2 separate regions of the Xenopus laevis genome follow, and region 2 is linked to region 1. The links are chromatin contacts, called in public Hi-C maps. All regions are on one chromosome and are shown on one strand. Each heading gives the region's core, a stretch centred on a gene start, on an enhancer-like site or on the middle of the called end of the contact. The rest is flanking DNA. Distances are from core to core; before and after follow the strand shown.

Region 1 (4,057 bases), core at 915-3,414:
TCCAAGGGAAGAGGGTGATGTTGCTGATGCCAGAGTAATTGCTCAGCATATGAGTCACTCAAAAGCGCATTTCTAAAATTCCCCCTATGAGTCCAGTGCAACAGCAATCAAGTTAAATTGTTTAACCCAGGATATTTTTAGTTTGAGATGTTTTAATTTCCTAATTATGTAAAGAAATATTAGCCTAATGCACAGGCACAAAGTTGCTGACTCTGACTGAGAATAAACTTCTCATCCAGCAGAGGAAACTGATGCAACTTGGCACATGAGCCGAACAGATCAGCACTTGCCCATCATTCGCTTAATATGGAACCAAATAAGAAATGCTCTGAAAATTACTGCTCAGGTTTAGGACCAGAGCAAGGTCCTACTGGGGAGGGGAAGGAGCCTTTGAGAGGAGTCTCTGTGGCTGTGGGATAGCAGGTATAGTAGGGAGAGATGGTGCCTATAGTTACAGTGGGATGATAGTCTCTGGGAAGGGAGTGTGACTGTGGGATAGCAGGTATAGTAGGGAGAGATGGTGCCTATAGTAACAGTGGGATAATAGTCTCTGGGAAGGGAGTGTGACTGTGGGATAACAGGTATAGTAGGGAGAGATGGTGCCTATAGTAACAGTGGGATAATAGTCTCTGGGAAGGAAGTGTGACTGTGGGATAGCAGGTATAGTAGGGAGAGATGGTGCCTATAGTAACAGTGGGATAATAGTCTCTGGGAAGGGACTGTGGCTGTGGGATAGCAGGTATAGTAGGGAGAGATGGTGCCTATAGTAACAGTGGGATAATAGTCTATGGGAAGGGAGTGTGACTGTGGGATAGCAGGTATAGTAGTGAGAGATGGTGCCTATCGTAGCAGCAGGGATAACAGTGATGGTTGATAGTAGGGACAGAATAAGGAGAGAACATTTGGTGATTAAATATATAAATGTTGTATATACAATAAGTCATGTATTTAAGTCCTACATAAAAGTGAGCTCTGTGCTGCCAGTGCTGTCAGAATGGAAATCTATAATTAAGATTCCCACCAGGCAGAGGTGTGAGTTACCTGTATCATCGCTGTGAATGTCTTGGAACCCTGGGATTGGCCGGGTGCTTAAGTACCACACTGAGTGGAGCACGTCTGTGGCGTGAATACGATTATGGTCTGGGACAGAGAAGAAAAACACTTAGAGACAAGATCAGTCATTATTAATATTTATGGTTCAATTCACCCAACTGTCTTTTGCTGCCCACTGTCTCATACTCTCATAACTCTTAGTGCCAGGTGAAATATTTGGCGCCCCCATGGGTAGGGAGAGTGATTACTCACATGGAATATCCCGGTAGCCACTTTCCAAGGCTCTAAAGAAGTTCTGGAATTCTCGCAGAGGGATTTTAAAAATCTCAAATAAACCCGTATCTTGAAATAGAGCATAGGAAACCTATTGGGGGAGATGGAGAAAGAGAGAGAGAAAACTGTGGGTCAGAAAATGTAACATGCTCCCGAGAGCGGTACTACGGGAAAGTTCCAGAGAGCAGTGTTATTGTGAATTACCTATGAGTGTTACTACGGGGAGCTCCCTATAAGCAGTACTATAGAAGTAAAGTACTACTTCCAGTGAGCAGTACAATGAGGAACTTCCAAAATGGACACGATTATATATTTAACCCTCTCACTTCTGGTTCCTGGCAAGATATTAAGGAAAATCACCAAATTAATTTCGGCCCCCTGTCTCCTAAGGAACTTGCTATGGAGTAGAGCAGGACAGGCTACTCTCGGGATGCTCAGAGTGTACACGCTGCTCTGTAAGGGGGGCAATAAACCCAGCGGTGACAGTGTATAGTTCTGCCCCCGAATGAGGCCGAGACTCAGGAAGATACAGTTCCTGAATTGCTCCAGAGCGGAGACAGGCGCCACAGTGGGAGATATTATTGTTTCGAAGGGGTAACAGATGGTTCCACTTTGTCATTATACAGGAAAGCAAGTTCAGCTTTTATTATCCTCAGGAAATCCCCAGGATGCCGTGCGGTCATAACAAGACTCATTGTTGAGTCTAATTAACTCCTTTGTCACAGAAACCGTAGGAGAGGCGACATGGATTGCGAATAGGAAATCCTGCATATAAACTGCCATCCCCGCAGTGAGAAACTTCACTAATGAATGGCAGTGGGTGGGGCCACAGTGGTGCCTCTTTATTCAGAGTAGTCGCTGGCCTTCCCATTATGCCACAGGTATCTGAACATGTATGGCTAGGTTTGGGGGGGGGGGGCATCCTGCAAAGCAATTGGTTGAAATGGACCCACAACCTGTTCTGACACTTGGACATAAGGAATGAACTGGGTCACACTGTCCCGCCAAATCTGGGCATGTATGGGCAGCGTTAGAGCCGCTGCTCCTGAGATTGGCCCTATGCATTCAGGGGGCCGTGCTGCACACAAGTAACAATATCTTCTGGCCAATGACTGCACTCAGTGCCCCTACAGCAGGGAATCTATCTTTATAAAGGAATCTCACTTCATCTTAACAAGCGCCTTCCAATTAACGAGCCATTATTTCTGCTTTGTCTATTTCCTGCACCAGCCTGGAAAGACCTCGGATTAGTCACTGGATAATTTTGGAGATATGTTTTGGCAGGGGCCCTGCAGCAATCTGCTCCCGGCTGCATTACTCCTTCTTTTATAGAGATATGAATTTTAAAAAAAAACTTTTATTGGAGGGCGGCCGAGCCAAAAAATGTTAGTCATGCTAAAAGCTGTCACACTGATGAGAATACGGAGGCAATCGATATGCGTTGCTCTGTCTGCAGACCCATAATTCTAGCGCCAGAACTGGGGGCTCTGAGCATTACCAACCAACTGGCATAGAGAGTACAGGAGGAGGCTCCAGGCCAAATACACTTATCTCCTCTGATTTGTGTCATGTTTAAGGGCGAACTATGAATTAGGGGCGCATTGGGGGGGACAAATGATTCCGTGTACTGGTCCAAATCACAAGGTTCCACATAATCACTAACCTGTTGCTGCTCACCTGTCATTGCCCTTATTCACCCCAGTATGTGCAATATGCAAAAAATGGGGGACAATGTAGTTGGGGGAGACATGTACGTGTAACCTCCTTATGCCCCATACCCAGCCCCTAACTGGTGTGAAACATGGGGCGCCGAGTGAGCACAAAGCTTTTGAAGCCAGGGCTGCCATCAGATGGGTACTGCAGTCAGGAGCCCCATGGGGGGCACCCCAACAGACATACAAGAGTGTGTGTCAAGATTTCCAGGACACAGAGGAGGTGGGACTTGTATAGGACTAGGCAGGGTTTGGGTGGTTGGCAATAGGCGGAATTTGTACTGTAATGGGCATTAACGGGGTGGATCAGGGATATGAATCACATGGGCCCATAATAAAAGCAATGCACGAGGGGGTACCTGGCTGAGGATCCTCCCCGACTTCCCTCCCGTCCGCTCCACCAGATCAAATATGGGAAAGTTCCAATTGTCCAATTTGTCCAACAGCGAATCCTGGTCTTGGATCAGCATCAGCTCCAGGGGGGACTCTTCTTTCATCTGTGGGTCACAAGGGGCCATAATGTTTAACGGGGGATGGGAATGTGCCTCACTACCTGTACCCCCAGGTGTTGGGAAATAACATTAATGATACCTCAGATTCCCGGTTGGCGCTCCCTGGCTCTGAGTAAGGCTCGTGGGTTTCTGGCACATTCCTGGTGTCTTTCTGCAGTCGGGTCTCCGGCACCTTCTCCTTTAAATGCCCCGGTTCCTTTTGGCTGGTGCCGCTTTCAACTGCTGGGGGAGAAAGGGTATGAATTAATGACAGTTCCACTGTCTGTAACAATGTAGCACCAGCAGCGAATTAAGAAACAATGGGGAAGTGCTGCCCCATAAGTCAATGCCAGTACTTACCCTGGCGTCCGGCCTGATCTGTGGCCGACTGGGAACTAGTATCTGTCACTTCCACATTGGAGAGAGTCTTCAAAATCGGACGCCCACAACTGTGAGAAAACAAAAGGGCAGCAGTTTGTATGGTGTTAAAGTTACTCTCCTGGGGTGTTAGTGACTTTTCCCCATTTA
Region 2 (3,885 bases), core at 1,310-3,809, 140 kb before region 1:
CCACCACACGGCTCAGCTGCTATTGACCAGAATGAGGGCCCATGGTGCCACTCTGAAGCTGCCCTCTGAAGGTCAGCCCTTGTGTTCAGTTGAGTCTCTTGAAGGAAAAATATGTCTCCATCAGATGACGATTAATCAATACTGGGCAAATTTGCACATGGGCAGTTACCCATAGCAACTAATCAGTGCTTGGCTTTTTTTCAGGCAGCTGCAGGTAGAACAATGAATGCAACAATTTGATTAGTTGCCATGGGCAACCTCCCATGGCAATTTTGCCCAGTGTTGATAAATGTCCCTTAGTATGTGTAAATCCTAATTGGTTGTGTAGCCATTATGTGGTTTTCTTTCTATCTCCTGGTCCCTAGCATCTGACAGCTGTACCATCTGATCCAGAGATATTTCACAATCTATTCTCTGAAGTTCTCCCCTCTCCATCTTTGACCCCCAGGAGTCATCTTCATTCGAATCATCGCTTTGTAGTTGGGAATAGCGATTGAATGTCTCTGGACTAAAGCACATGATTCCAGGGGTCTTTTTTGCTTTGCTAGAGCCTCTAACTACTTGACAGTGTTCTTTGCTTGGGGTCTGTGATTCTTGCAGAGTATGTTTGTGTTTTCCTTTCCTTTTCTTCTTTTTGTAAGGGGATTCCTCTGAGATAGATACAGGAGTCTCACTGATATGTTGGGAAGGTTTAAAACGTACTGTACCTGGAGGGTGCGTCTGTGGGTTGGGATCTGGGGAGATTATGGAGCCTATCACAGTTTGTGAGGGGCCCTTTGTGGCTCTTGATATGCATGGCTGTGGTGGTGATCTCTGTTCTACCTCACTGTGAGTATGAGTCTTGTTCTACCGGATTTTCCACTACAAGATTATTCTCATTTTTATTATGAGAGGCCATAGGGCACAAGCGGTGAGGATGCCCCATATTACCACACAGGTTACACTTAATGTCCTTACAGAACCTCTTTGTATGGCCTATTTCCCCACAGAGGATAGACTTCTCTACAGCACAGGAACTGGCAAGGTGATTTAGTGACCCACATTTGAAGTATCAGCTGTGAAGCGAGGTGAAGCTGCGGATCAAGACCCTGCGGGACCGACACATGAAGACCTTGCTGCTGTACAAGAAGCACCCACAGGAGACCGACTGGTGCGTGGGCACCTGCAACACTGTAGGTAGATCGCAGGCAGCCAAGGTCAGACATGCGGAACAGGGAGCAGTACTAGTGGCCCACTGGCCGTATCCCTCCCTGTGGAACCAAACAGTAGGCTGAGTAAAGTCACCCATATGATCGCCCTCATGTGGAATGATCTCCCGTGGCAACCAAGTCAGCGCACTTACCTGGGAGCAAGACGTTAGAAAGCGGTTCTCCCTCCAAAGGCAGCTGAGCGCCGAGGTGTCACCCGGCTGACTGATAAGAGCAGCGCTAAAGCTGTGTCCGTGAGCGCTTCAAAAGCAGCACCTGCAAGCGCACACTTCTGTCCACAGAGAAGAGAAGTGCCGGTGTAGCATGCCCTGCTGTGAGCGGAGGAAGGCACGACCTTCTGCGCTCACTAGCACTGACTAATATGTGGGAAAGTGCCCTGTGCGCCCTATGCGACTCAGTGGAAGCCCCTGCAACAGCATTTTTTGCAGAGATTTGCATCTTTTCAAATCTCTCCATGTTTTCAAAACGCTCCCTCCAGGGTCCTGCTTTAGTCAGTAACCTCTCGATGGACACTTCCACCTCAAATAGTTCCCTCTTAAGTTTGATCATGTCCAACTCAAGCCTTCCTCTTTTGTTCTTATTTGTAGCTCTGATCAGCTTTTGTTGCTGCACAATTTCTGCCTCTTTCTTCTTTTTGTCACTATAGGCTTGTGTCAGCTGCTTAATGATAGTTGGAATATCCTCAGGACAGGGCACTGGGGGCAGGCGCGTTTCAGGCCTGAGGCAGCGTTCAAAATGCCGCCCCCAGGCTTACCTTAAGATCTCTGATTGGAGGTCCGGTGAGGGGCGCATTGCTAGCGCAGAGTGTGAAATATTGCACTTCTGGGGAGCTGCGCCTGAGGCAAGGTACTCACCTTGCCTCATGGCAGAAACGCCACTGACCAGGGGGCTCTCTGCAGTAGGGGACTTTGGGTGCTATTTTGCACGTACCACAAGAGTTGCAGATGCACCTGAGTCAGAAGCTGATTCCCAGGAAAACTGAGATTCTGAGATACAGGGTTAATTGCAGGACTGGGTGCAGATAACTTATTACCTGCTGAATCCTGAGGTTTAGCCTTCCAAGTAAGTGAAAGCTCAGCAGCAGCAACAATGCTTTTCTCTCCCCAAATTAACTTTCCCTTGCTGCACAAACATCATGGGGAGTTTCTGGCACAACATCACAAGTGGCTTGAATAGTCTGGCTGTTAGATGTAAAGCTTAGGGTAGGACTACACGGACGTTTTCAGCACGATCCAACACACCGCGACAAAGCGCCGGTGACAAAGCGCCGGTGACAAATCGCATGCGACGGAAGTGAATGCATTGTTTGAAGTTGCAGCATTGATCCGACGCGACAGAACTGTCGTATGTAGATGCTGCACGCTGCTCCATGTTGTCCTCCCCTGCCTGGGCTTCCACTACACAGCAATGGCTGTGTGATCCAGCTGGGGAGTCCTCCATACTCACTGTCTGTGAAGGTCCCCCAGCAGCTGACAGTTGTTCCACAGATCCAAACTCCAATGGCTCAGAGTTTAAATCTAAATGCAAAGTTGTCATATTAAGACATACCCTTAAATCCATATACCTCCTCCTCCCCTGTTAATAACACGGTACCCCCCAGCACATGATTAAACACCTTAGGGGCCCCTAACAATAATTTTCAAATGCCTACAAACCCCCAGAACAAATACCAGGCTTATGTTTCACAGGCAGAGTTTGGCACACCCAGGGAGCATGGGGCAGACTGGCAGAGTATGGCACACATAGACAGAGTATGGCACACAAAAGGACAATAGGGCAGGCAGAGTATGGCACACACAGAGAGCATAGGGCAGAACAGAGCAGGAGACAGGGAAACCTATCAGGACCAGTCTAATATGTACTACATACAGTGACACAGAGCTGGTGCTCCATTAGCATTTTGTATAAAGTGTGAACATGGGAACAATGTGGGCAGTTTCAGTCTGGGTCTCAGGTGTGAACAGTACAGGGCTTTAGGATGTGGACAATAGAGGTGTCACAAGTGTGAACAATACAGAGGATTACAGTGTGAATTTGAGGTTTAAACAATGCATCGGTCAGGTAAGGACTGTTGTGATACCTATTAAAGTTTACACACGGTAAGCAAACAACAGCAGGTAGAATTTCATGTGGAGGGCCACACAAGGAGGGGCCACGGGCCGCCAGTTGGACAGTCCTGCCCTGCAGAAATAGGGATTGGTAGCACTAGATAGGTACCTAATATACAGTATAGGGATGCTAATGACACTGACTTTCAAAGCACTTCATAACTCTGCCCCACCCTACATCTCTGAACCCATCTCTATATACTCACCGAACCGCTTACTACGCTCCTCTACTGACCTGCTACTAAACTCTTCTCTCATTACCTCCTCACATGCTCTCGCATTCAAGACTTTGCAAGGGCTGCACCCCTCCTCTGGAACTCTCTCCCACGGTCTGTCCGACTTTCTCCCAACCTTTCTGCTTTCAAGAAATCTCTTAAAACGCACTTCTTTCGAGAAGCCTACCCTCATTCTGCTTAACTACCAAACGCAACACCACAAACAGTACCACATTTCTCACCCACTTAATTCGATCTTGCCCACTCCCACACCTTGTGTATTACTCCCCTCCCTTTATAGTGTATGCCTATGCATAGGGCCTTCCTCACCTTTTTGTACCTGTATTGATTGTG

The links. A called contact is a pair of places that touch in the nucleus more often than the background predicts.
Region 2: a contact with region 1 is called in a Hi-C map of the XL177 cell line, with 3 times the contacts expected there. The contact joins two enhancer-like sites.

Annotation. Positions count from the first base shown.
Region 1 is chr4S:22,000,703-22,004,759 of Xenopus_laevis_v10.1, reverse strand. LOC108715307 (cGMP-inhibited 3',5'-cyclic phosphodiesterase B) reads right to left here. Exons shown (of 16, transcript XM_018260361.2): 7 at 3,890-3,978; 8 at 3,630-3,769; 9 at 3,398-3,535; 10 at 1,306-1,417; 11 at 1,042-1,140. Among protein-coding and RNA genes, the nearest start is that of cyp2r1.S, 30 kb to the left of the region's middle. Within about 2 kb of position 2,164, at least 1 of the 7 cell types and tissues checked has an H3K27ac peak or open chromatin away from gene starts, as enhancers often do.
Region 2 is chr4S:22,137,280-22,141,164 of Xenopus_laevis_v10.1, reverse strand. No RefSeq gene overlaps it. Among protein-coding and RNA genes, the nearest start is that of LOC108715309, 82 kb to the right of the region's middle. Within about 2 kb of position 2,559, at least 1 of the 7 cell types and tissues checked has an H3K27ac peak or open chromatin away from gene starts, as enhancers often do.